Regions from separate parts of the Mus musculus genome. Here all the other regions are linked to region 1. The links are chromatin contacts, called in public HiChIP or PLAC-seq maps. All regions are on one chromosome and are shown on one strand. Each heading gives the region's core, a stretch centred on a gene start, on an enhancer-like site or on the middle of the called end of the contact. The rest is flanking DNA. Distances are from core to core; before and after follow the strand shown.

Region 1 (3,621 bases), core at 914-3,413:
TAGGATGCCATTCTGAAAAGAAAAATTGGGAATAAGAATTGAAATTAACAGTCAACAGGAACACCAAAAGTTAAAATTAGAAAAACTCCTCAAAAGAGGAAGAATAGGAAAAGAAGATAGAAATTAAGAAGAAAGGCCACCAGCCCCGGAGAGCAAGCGTCTACCTAAGGACTCTTCGAGAAAACAGTCAACAATCTCCCTTTCTTGACATCTCACCAAGAAAACTGAGACCTAAAGGAAACCCAGAGCAGAGGCCCAGCATGATGAGTGGATTAGGCTAACACGTGCCTACTGGAAGAGCGACACAGCACACTCCGGGCTTGTCTCCAAGGGCATTTCCTGATAAACCCAGGCCATGTGGACTCTGACCTAATCAATGGCTTAATGCATTGATAATGCATTCTTTACTTAGTAGAGTCCTGAGGTGTAGAACTGTGGAAGGTGTGGGCTATTGGAGGAAGTGGGTCTCTGGGAACCTGTCTTTGAGGTATATATATAGAACTTGGCCTCGCTGTATTCTTTCTGCTTCTTGTCTGTAAAGTGAGCAGAGTGAATGGCTTCTTTCTACCATGCCCATCTTTGTCAGACTTCTACAGTGCCACGGGCCTAAGAGCAACAGAGTCACATGACCACCAACTGAACCAATGAAGCAATAAACCTTTTCTCTTTTAAACTGCTTCTCTTTGGTATTTTGTTGCAGTGCCAAAAAGTCTGTCACACTTAAAAAGTAACCACAACACTGAACAAAGAGAAATGCTAACCAACATACTGTGACAATTTAGAACACTGCGTTTAGAGAGAGATTTTTTCATCGAGGGGACAAAGTCAATTGTACAGAATGGCGAGAACGGTGTTAACGTCTTTGTACGCATCACACATCCATCACTACAAAGATGAGTAGATCCTGAAGATAGAGTCTGGTTACCGGACAGTAATGGAACAGTGCTTTCAAACTCTGAGGCTGGGGAATGTGAGAAAGGCAAGACATGTTCAGCCCTGAGGCCTCCCCAGCTTTACTTTCACCGTCCCAGAAAACACTTAGAAGATGTGATGTAGGAAAATGAAGACAGGAAGAAGCCATGAGTTCAGGAGTGAGGGTCTCAGCCTTGGCAAACGGCATTCTGAGGAGGACAGCTGTGCGCTCAATCCAGAGGATGATCCAGCTGCATGGAGGGGTGGAGGAAGACCAATGGACACAGACAGGGGCCACATAACAGCTGGGACCTGGGAGCAGTAAAAAAAATGTCACCGAGAACTATTAGGGAGGACTAGTGACATTTGGCATAAAAATCCAGACAACCAAGATACAATCATATACAAAACAAATAACCCTAACTGGTTATAGGAACGTAACTTTTCATGTACAGAAGGGCAGGACTCTGAAGAAGCTACTGAGAAACTCAGATCATGGTAATGGTTAACCATCATAATCAAGGCTCAGGGACGATTCCTGACGCCAGGCACAGGGCTTCTGTATGTAGGAAGTCTATGCATGGATTCTTTATCTCCATGAGACAGGAAAAAGTTCCATGGCAAGCAGCAGGAGAAACGATTGAGAGGAAAGGTGGTTGGTTGTCTCAGTGTGACAATAAAATGTCACACTTCACTATAATCTTTCTAATAGCATTTACCTCTTATAAATATATTCTGTTCATATGAAAAATTTGAAACAAAATACAAAAAGGTAAATATCAAGGAAGACATCTAAAATTCCGTCAGGATATTCCTGCTGTCCTCCTAACCTGGGCATGGCCGGCTCTACACTTCTGCTACCTCTGGCTCTAAGGGAGATCCTGATGCAAACATTTGCAGCTAGGCCACATGCAACCAGAGAACAAGGCCAAACACATCAGAAAGCCACTTATCAGTGGTTCCCCCAGAGTGGACCAGTCTCGAGTCATCTGGAATCTAATTAGACATGCGAATTCTTCATTCTTAGCCCCGAGCTACGCAATGAGAGACTCCAGGGTGGCTTTCAGCACTGTTTGCTTGTGACAGGATGTCATAATAACCCAAGCTGGTCTCAAACTCAGACTTATGATGCTCCTGTCTTGTTCTCCAAGTGTAGGGATTTAAAGATTTATAGGTATGTGTCATCATATCCGGCTAATTCTGGTTAGTCACCCGTCCTCTTGGTGTGGGTGACTCAGATACTCTCTGGAGTGACGTGTTCTGGTGAAGAGAAAAAGCTGGGTCCAGAGTCAAAAGGCTTCTCCTCCACCTGGACCCTGACCAGTCACTGCCCTTCTGAGTCACCATTTCTTTGCCTGTGGGAGGATGGCTTGGAATGTCATTAGTCATCAAATGACTAGTGAGATCACTTGCATTTCTAACTCATGGCTTCTAGTTTTTCCCACATATCCTATTTTATTTGTTTATTCTTTATCTGATGCTAGGGGCCTAACCCAAGGCCTTGTCATGTGCCAGGCAAGCAGCCTACCCCCAAGCTATACACATCCAGCCTGAATTTTCAATCAACCATGGAAATAAAGGAATCTATTCAAATGGTAGGCAATGGTGAACACAGAATAGATTAGTTGACAGAAGTAAATGTGACTTACAGCTTTCTTGTCAGGCTGGCTATCATCATAGCCAGTTGTAAGGTCCCTGATAGCAGAGATTTCAAACTTGCCACACATTTTGGGATAATTATTCTTCCCGTCATAGTTTCTCAGGTTTCCAAATAAGTTTTGAATTGTGCCCTGATCATGGCAGATAAAATATGAAGCTGTGGTAATATGATAGCCGTACCTATAAAAAGAAACCATGAATGTAAGCAAAATGAGCCACAAAAATTCTGCAGAATGTATGGCAAGATGTGTGCCAACTAGCTCACTCTAAAGTGAGTGAAACAGGGAACTCTAACCAACTTCAAAAAGATGAGTTAACATTAAAGAAGAAGCTGGGGCTGGCATGATGCTTCAGTGGGTAAGGGTGATTGCTGCCAAGCATAGCAACCTTAGTGGATCCCTGGAACACACATAATAAAAGGAGAGAAACAATTCCTCAGTTGTCCTCTGACTTCCATGTGTTTGGTGGCACGTGTGTACCCACTCATATATACACAATATATATATATATATATACATATATATATATATATATATATAGAGAGAGAGAGAGAGAGAGAGAGAGATAGGTAGAGAGATATAGATATACACACACACACATATGCACATACCACATACACACACACAAACAATAAATAAATGTTAAAAACAAGTAAAGGGGTTGAAGAGATGGCTCAGTGATTAATAGCATGAGCTACTTTTCCAGAGGACCCAGGTTTGAGTCTCAGCTCCCTCATTGTGGTTCACAAACATCTGCAGCTTCACACACATCATAGCAATTTCAGGAGACCCGATGACCTCTTCTGGCCTTTGCAGGCACCAGGCATACACACGGTGCATGGAGACATGCAGTCGAAACACCCATACACATAAAATAAAGGTGAATACATTTTAAAAGAAGACAAAAAAGAGGTCCAGGGCAGAAGAGATAGCTCAGCCGGTGAAGTGCTTGCCTTACAGGCATGAGAACCCAAGAAATCCCAAGAAACCAGATACAAAGAAATGGGTATGGAGGTGTCTGCCTATAGAGAATGAGACAGGCAGATGCCAG
Region 2 (3,828 bases), core at 1,227-3,726, 280 kb before region 1:
GACCTGTATCTCAGCCCGTGTGTTGAGAAAGACAGACCCCGTCGTAAGCTGTGACCTTTACCGGCAGAAGCTTGCACTGTTCGCGGATGGAAGGAGACACAGTCACTCTTCCAACCATCTCCAGCTGAGCCCCGCTGGGAGCTGCTACCTCCTGTACACCTTGTCGTTCTACCCTAGAGACTTCATTTTTCTCTTCTTTTTACCTGTTTCCTCCCTCAGGCCTGGGAAGAGATGTAAGCCCTCACGGCTTTCTTACAACCACTCTCCTGAAAGACAAGTGACCAGAAGAGGAGATATCCCAGCAATAGGAAACACCATGAAGAACACCTCTCTAGAGTTCCATTAAGCTCTGGGAACAGGATCATGGTAATATTGTGCTGAGCATAAAGGTCTGAAATAGCTGCAGAGTGGTGGCCTTCCAGCTACTTCAGTGGGAGACTATGAATCCCTTGTCCTTTCAGTGAGCGTGTGGGGGATACAGTGTCTGCACCACTCAAGCTTAGTGCACTGTTCTAGACCCAGCACTGACTGGTGCTTACCTGGGATGGTACCCAAAACCTGCCAAACTTCTGTCCGTCTTGCTATCATCATTTCCGGTGTATGAGCAAGGCTTTAGTGGCCCTGAAAGATTGAGGGATCTCCCCAGGAGTACAGAGCTACATCATGAAAAGCCAGGACCAAAGTCCCTTCAGGACACTTAGCGGTTCCATTCTCCTGCCCCAAGAAGAGATGTCCAAAGGAGATTGCACAACCCACACTGAAAGTTGGTTCCAGGCACTGCCCTCAGAAAAGTCCCTCACCGAGCATTTGAGCTTCTCTCACTTCAGTCACAGTCCATTTCCTCTTCCCAGCCGGCCGGCATGCTAGAGAATTAGGTGTGGCAACTTCCAAGAAGGGAGGGAGGTACCCACCCCCACCCCCACCCCCCTCAGGACATCCTACAGCTCTGAATGGGAGCATTCCTTCACAGTAGTTGTGCTGGAACCAAAACCCTTCCTGTGAAGGTCACCTGCCCCCATCAGGAAGTCCCCCACCCCCTGCATCCTTGTCAAAAGCTCCTCCCCCCCCCACACCCCCTCCATCTTGGAGAGCAAAGGTTCATTAGCTTGCTAAGAAATCACATCTCTGCCTCTGGTGCAACAAGCCTAGGGTCTTGCAGCAGACAAATGGTATTTTTGGTTCCTTGGTAAGTCTACAAACCCAGGGTTCCATCTCCTGGCATTAAATAGCTTCCTTCCTAATTGGAGCATGCTCAAAAGTCAGACCCACCATAGGGCTTGTTAAAATTCTGATGGCAGTACTCCACCCACAGGTAGGACCCTGGGGCCTGTATCTCTAACAAGTTCCCAAGAGATGTTGATGCTGCTGGCCCTGGACCACACTCCGCATCTCCAGGGATTACTTTGTGGTGCAGCATTAGCCCCAGCAATGCCATTTTCACAAAGCACCATTTAAAACATGATTCCAGGATAACATATTATGTAAGACCCCAGAAGCACAAATCAGCATGTGAGGTCAAGAGGTAGAGGAGAGTGAAGAGCGTGAAGCCAGGTAAGCCCTAGCCAAACACTGAGAAGAGAGCTCTGGACGTCCTGTGCCTCCCATAAGGAGCGCACATCAAGGGATCGTGGAAAAAGTCTTGTTTATAGTCAGGCTTTCTTTCTCATTCCTGAGGCGACCACAGCTGACCTGGGCAAAACAGGCCTGCCCTGCCCAGACCTGCCCAAGGTGTTCCCTCATTCCTTGGAGGTGAAGATGGTACGGGCGGGGGGGCGGGGGGGAGTTGTGGGAAGGGGTATGGGGGACATGGTCTGGGGATACTGTCTGTCTCAGCCTGCCAGCCCAAGTGGACTCTGAAATTCCAATCTGAGTAGCTGAGAAGACAGAAAATGTTCTGACCCTTTCTGCAATCACAATTTCTTAGAAACATCAACATCAGAAGGTAAAACCTGAGTAGATTAACCACTCAACTTCTTCCCAAATTCTTTTGCCCGTTCCATTCCTTCTGAATGGAAATTTCTTTCTTGTGGCTATTCCTAGTCTCCCTTCCACAGTCAGCTATGGCTCCTGTCTGGGCGGTGGTCTCAGGCACTTCTCCCTCTTTGGCTTCCACACTTGCAGCATCCTTAAACCTTCAGCCAATCAGCATCTCCTTTGCAGGCTCCTTTGCCTCCTCCCTTTGTTCTTTCTGAATGATCATTTTCTTTTCTGTGACATCGACAACAAGAACTGAAGAAACAGAAGGAAAGGTAGCTGTAAGCAGAGGGAGGCTGGAAAGGGATTTTCTCTCAGAGAGAGAAGAAAGAAAGAGTGTAGAGATGCCTAGCAGCCCCCTGGAGGTTTTGAGGAAAGAGAACCCAGGCAGGTTCTGGAAGCAACAGAAAGAAACAGGGTGGAGATTGTAGCAGGGGTGGCTCTGTGGTGTGGTTACAGAGTGTGAAAAATGCAGTAAAGGGGATACAGCAATTCTGAAACCTCCCCTGGTGCCAGGGACCCTTATGCTTTAACTGCATCACCACTGTGGGACTAGGTGGCCTGGGCTCAGCCTTCATTGGCTCACCTCCGCACGATCCTTCCATCTTTGACCTTGCCCTTTCCAGTGTCTGGCACAGTGCCTAGGCTGTGGTAGTTGCTCAGAAAGGGCTCCCTTCTTTCCTCTCTCCAGCTCCGGGGCATCCTTCATGTTGACATGGGGACAGAATTGGAGTTGAGGCTGATAGGACAATAGGAGATGAGGAGGGAGGGTAAATAATGCATAGCACTGAACCCTCCCCCCCCCCCCACACCCTGGACCAAATACCAGCCTCACAATGCTGATCTTGGCAGGGGGCCCACCATCTACCAGACCCCCCCACCCCCGCAGGCCTCTGGGGTATGGCTAATTAAAGACACGCTTACTCATTTCATTCCCAAGTCACTATTTAAGGAAATAGAACCATGCCATTCCTCTAAGGCCTCTGACCTTAGATACTAGAGGCAAACAATGCCGGGGCTTGTCCAAGTGGCCATAAATGCAGAGCTGTTCAAAGAGCAATTGAGGGCCAGAAAGGGAGGACAGCACAGGCCACACAGCTGGGCCAGCTGCTGGATGGTCCCCTCCTTCCATTCTCCCCACTCTCTCCTCTTCCCCATCCCCTGCAGAAGCTAGTGGCAACCCTCCCACCCTGACACCCCCTCCCTACCACCTCCTCACAGTTAGCTCCTGGTTTTCTGAGCTCATTCAGACTCCTAGCTGACTCAGAGAAGCCTTAGTGATCTCCATGGATTTCAAGCAGGAGCAACTTGCAGCCTCTGGGATTTTTCAGGGTTTTTTGAGACTAAAGAAAAACATGGCTTTTGTATCTGTGTGTCGTGTATGTGCACATGTATGTTCATGTGTACATGTCTATCTATGCATGTAGGCAGAAGTCAGATAAGGACACCTGGGATCTTGTCCCATTACTCTCCTTTTTATTCCTCCTAGACAGGGTCTCTGAACCTGTGTCTGGACTGATGTATTGAGGATTGGTTCTAATGCTTTGATTTAATCAGGAATCTGTGTGTCCAAATGCTGAAGGACCTTGTCCCCAATTGGTTTTTGATTGATCAATAAAGATGCTAGCAGTCAATGGTTGGGCAAAAGGAGATGGACCGGGACACTTAGATTTGCGAGGGCTTGGGATAGAGAAGTGGAGACAGAGGATTGCCTGAGATGGCTTGAGATGAGTTGAGAGATGGCTCAGATTTAGAGCTGTGGCAGAGAGAGCCTCTGAGCAGTGTAAGAATTCTGGTAAGTGGCCACTGCCCACTTCCCTATTGGGCCTGGGGTAGCAGGCAAAGGCTTAGCAC
Region 3 (3,595 bases), core at 25-2,524, 290 kb after region 1:
ACTACACACACAGTCAAGAAGAGTGGGGTGATACAAACTTCTCTTGGAAGATTAAAACAAACAAACAAACCACGAACTTGAGTGTAGGAACTGGGGAGGAGTTGGGAGAGGGACATGGATGTGATTAAACCACTAGGAAGTTCCCAAAGAATAAAACAAATCTATACAAAGAGAAACAAGTAAAGAGGCAGCCAGAGCATCCAAAGTTAGAGCCTACGGTCATTCTAGATTTTATTTTCCTTTTAAAAAAGATGTACTTGTGTTTATTGAGAGTTGACTCCTATGTTGTGTTTTGTTATTATTTGCTAGAGTTTAGAAACTCAGGAGAGAGAGAGAGAGAGAGAGAGAGAGAGAGAGAGAGAGAGAGTTAGAGTTGGTGTGCTTTATTCCAGAGAATGGGGGATGCAGTAAGAACATACACAGAGGAGGTTTAGCTTTTTTGTTTTTAACCTTATTCAAGGTCAGCCTCACGGGGCAGAGTGGAGGGAAGGCAGTAGGGCTGACTCAGGAGTGGCTACACTGTGGACCTGGGTAGGGTAGAAGGTTGTGGCTGTTGGCATTTCCTCTAGGCTCTGCCCCACAGTTACCTGGAAACAACCAGGTATGCCTCATTTACTATAAAAGGAGCTACTTGCCCCCTCCTTGCTCTCTTGCTCTCCTGCTCTTGCTCCTGCTTGTTACCCCGTCTCTCACCATTCCCCTCCCCCTCCACGTGCTCACAGCTGATCTCTTTCTCCCTCTCCCTCTCCCTCTCTCTCTCTTTCTCTCTCTCTCCTCCCTCAACTCCTCCCTGCATGTCCTAAATAAACTCTATACCGCACTATACCATCATGTGACTGGTACCTCATGGGGAAGGGATGCCCCAGCATAGGCCCATAGAGACTCCCCCTTCCCCCACACCATACCATGCCTCCACCAAACAGACCCCTTCCTCTTCATTTTTTTTTTTTTAAATAAAACACAACAGTGGCCGCCAAGCCTAGAGGTCAGCACTCAAGAGGACAGACATAGGAGAGAATGCTAATCCTCCCCACTCCCCCCCAGCCCCCAGCAAGAGGACAGTTCATAGCAATCACTGACCAGAGAAGAAACCCTGATTTTCAGTGAAAGAAACTAGGCTGAAGGCCTGCTACCGGGATAGTCACCGGCATCTCTTATTAGAAACTGGGTTCCCGGTCTCTTCTGCTTTTCAGAATTTAAATATTTATAGTCAGTTCTCTCCACCTCTTTCCCCACTCAAAGCTTCCTCATTCCTCCGCTTTGAGAACATGCTTCTCTGAGAAGTCCCACCCCCTTCCTTCCTGGCATACAGTGACCCCTAGGGCTCTAATAACCTCTTCCATCTCTCACTCCTTGAAGCACAATTTGCATTCCATTTTGAGGGTGACTCAAAGTTCTCTGTCTCGGGAGACTATGAGGAATAGCCCAGTGAGGAATACAAAGACCATTTACTTCTGTGTCCGGGTCAGCAGAGCACAAGTCCTAGGTAGCTAGTGCTCCGGAAATGGGAAGTCTGCAGTTGGGTACTGTTAACTCAAAATAACCAGGAGGCTAACAGCCCGGGGCTTGTTTACACTTTCAGTTCCCACAGAACAACCTACAGTAAGAAGACAAAGGAGTTTTAGGAGTATATGCAAGTAATACATCCTTGAGTTTTATCCAACCAGAGAAAGCCAACTAATCAAGCCATACCCCAGTAATACCTGGCTGTCACCAATCACCTTATTTCTGTATCTCTGTTTTGACTTCAGCCAGTAAAACCCCTTGCAGAACTGGGGGACTGGGGGCTGGTGTGTAGCTCAGTTGGTAGAGGGCTTGCTGGTAACTGGCTACATTGTGGCTCTTGGCTCCCAGTAGACTCTATTGCAATGATATCTTCTAAAGTTTTGGTTCTCCAATGGTCACGTACATGTGTAAAGAGCTAGTATTCAAAAACTTTATTTGCAAACCGAAATTCTGCATTGGAAGTCCTCTGGAGGGTTGACCTACCTTCTAATGTATGCAACATATAAGAAATGTGTAATGCATATTTGTTGAGTGAACCAGAACTCCTTGCAAGTTGGAAGTCTTATTTCTTTAGGGTTCATTCAAACTTTGCTAAGTGCTTTATAAAGAGAGCCCTTGACGAAGGTGGCTCCAGCACGATTTATAGCTACAGGTCCAGCACGGGCTCTGACAGAGTCATGCTATTAAAGGGCCCCTAGTGCATCTTCTCTAGGACCCGACTCTCAGGTATAAAATATGCTGCCAATTTTGGAGCAAACTCTTCTCTACTTGCAAGCATTTAAAGCCAACACGAAGCACCACTGAACTAACTGCGCCTTTTTAGGGGAGAGAGTAATTTGCAAGCACATGAAGATTAGTAATCGTCCAGTAGGCAAATATTTTTTTTCCATGTGCCACCCAAAGCAAACAAATGAAAACAGAAGCCAGATTTTAAAGGTACAGTGCCCTCTTTCCCTCCCTCTGTGCTTTCATGGCAAAGATCTGTTTCTTGATCTGTCCCAGCTGAGACTAGCAAGAGTATATTGCTTTCTTTTACATTCCGAGGTGATTGGCTCCTCTGCCCCCCACCACCCCCCACCTTAACTCTCAAACCATTATAAAAGAACAACAACAGCAACACATTGGACAGAAGGCACTTGGGTGTTTGTTGATCTCGAATATTAAGAAACACAAGGAAGTCCACAGGATCAAGGCACAGACATATTCTCTTTCATGGAAATTTCAATTTCTTGTTTATATCTTGTGTGTGTGTATGTGTGTGTGTGTGTGCACATGCAGAAAGCAGAGGTCAATGTTGGGAGTTCTTCTCTATCCCTTTCTACCTTGTCATGTGAGGGAGACGCTCTCATGGACCCTGGAGCTTGGTGTTAGGCTGGCCTTGAGCCTATGGGGTCCTGGGCTATGGTCATGTATTGCTGTGCCACCTTTCACATGAGTTCCGGAGGTCAAATCTCAGATGTCCATTTTCATGAAGCAAGCACTTGGCTCATGCCTTCAGCTCTGGAAACTGCAATCTCTAGTGGGGTAGCCTTGGCAATAATTAGAACCTTCCAAGGATGCTTAGCCATGGGCAATTTATCTCCTAAAGAGGCACAGCACAGCAAGATCTTAGAAATGTGCGGATGGTTTTATACCTTCGAGAGGGACTATTATCACTACTCTTGGGATAAGTCAAGGTCACGGGCTTCTGCTGACACGCAATGGCAAGTTACTGACAGCTGCTGTCTTGAAGTCTTAGGGCAGTCTGTTCCAAAACTGTATTCTGTTGCCCATCTGACACGTTTTTCATTTTATGAAGAAATTCAGTTATCATATCAGGAGTCCTCACAGGCTCACAGGCTGACAGTTAAGAACAAGAATCATCACCCCTTCCAAGCACAGGACACCTGGCCTGGGAGATACACACACACACACACACACACACACACACATATATATATATATATACACATACACACATATATGTATGTACATGTAAATATATATATGTGTGTATATATATATATATATATATATATATGCATGCAAATTCTCCCCCTACTTCCTTTTGGCTCAACAATCTCAGTATCTTGTAATTTCTTACTACTAT

What was found. HiChIP or PLAC-seq counts read pairs in DNA pulled down with a chosen protein or histone mark.
Region 2: a contact with region 1 is called in a FOXA1 HiChIP or PLAC-seq map of pancreatic cancer cells. The contact joins two enhancer-like sites. A contact is called at or near these places in 1 of 15 datasets of contacts at CTCF or cohesin (the NIH/3T3 cell line), 1 of 484 Hi-C or Micro-C datasets (myocytes), 1 of 115 datasets of contacts at active chromatin or transcription factors (pancreatic cancer cells) and 1 of 9 other capture datasets (pancreatic islet).
Region 3: a FOXA1 HiChIP or PLAC-seq map of pancreatic cancer cells shows a contact between it and region 1. The contact joins two enhancer-like sites. A contact is called at or near these places in 3 of 39 promoter capture datasets (the C10 cell line and stem cell-derived epiblast-like cells), 2 of 115 datasets of contacts at active chromatin or transcription factors (microglia and pancreatic cancer cells) and 2 of 9 other capture datasets (adipose tissue and liver).

Annotation. Positions count from the first base shown.
Region 1 is chr5:64,111,138-64,114,758 of GRCm38.p6, reverse strand. It overlaps Pgm2 (phosphoglucomutase 2), which reads right to left. Exons shown (of 14, transcript NM_025700.3): 12 at 2,562-2,751. Among named protein-coding and RNA genes, the nearest start is that of Pgm2, 20 kb to the right of the region's middle. Within about 2 kb of position 2,163, at least 75 of the 459 cell types and tissues checked have an H3K27ac peak or open chromatin away from gene starts, as enhancers often do. A contact at or near this core is called in adipose tissue, myocytes and pancreatic cancer cells, where this site is marked.
Region 2 is chr5:64,388,614-64,392,441 of GRCm38.p6, reverse strand. Gm43837 (a long non-coding RNA gene) reads right to left here. Exons shown (of 3, transcript XR_003955925.1): 3 at 2,567-2,713. Among named protein-coding and RNA genes, the nearest start is that of Gm43837, 13 kb to the right of the region's middle. Within about 2 kb of position 2,476, at least 114 of the 459 cell types and tissues checked have an H3K27ac peak or open chromatin away from gene starts, as enhancers often do. A contact at or near this core is called in myocytes and pancreatic cancer cells, where this site is marked.
Region 3 is chr5:63,824,875-63,828,469 of GRCm38.p6, reverse strand. All of the region lies in intron 1 of 0610040J01Rik (RIKEN cDNA 0610040J01 gene), which reads right to left. Among named protein-coding and RNA genes, the nearest start is that of 0610040J01Rik, 14 kb to the right of the region's middle. Within about 2 kb of position 1,274, at least 99 of the 459 cell types and tissues checked have an H3K27ac peak or open chromatin away from gene starts, as enhancers often do. A contact at or near this core is called in adipose tissue and pancreatic cancer cells, where this site is marked.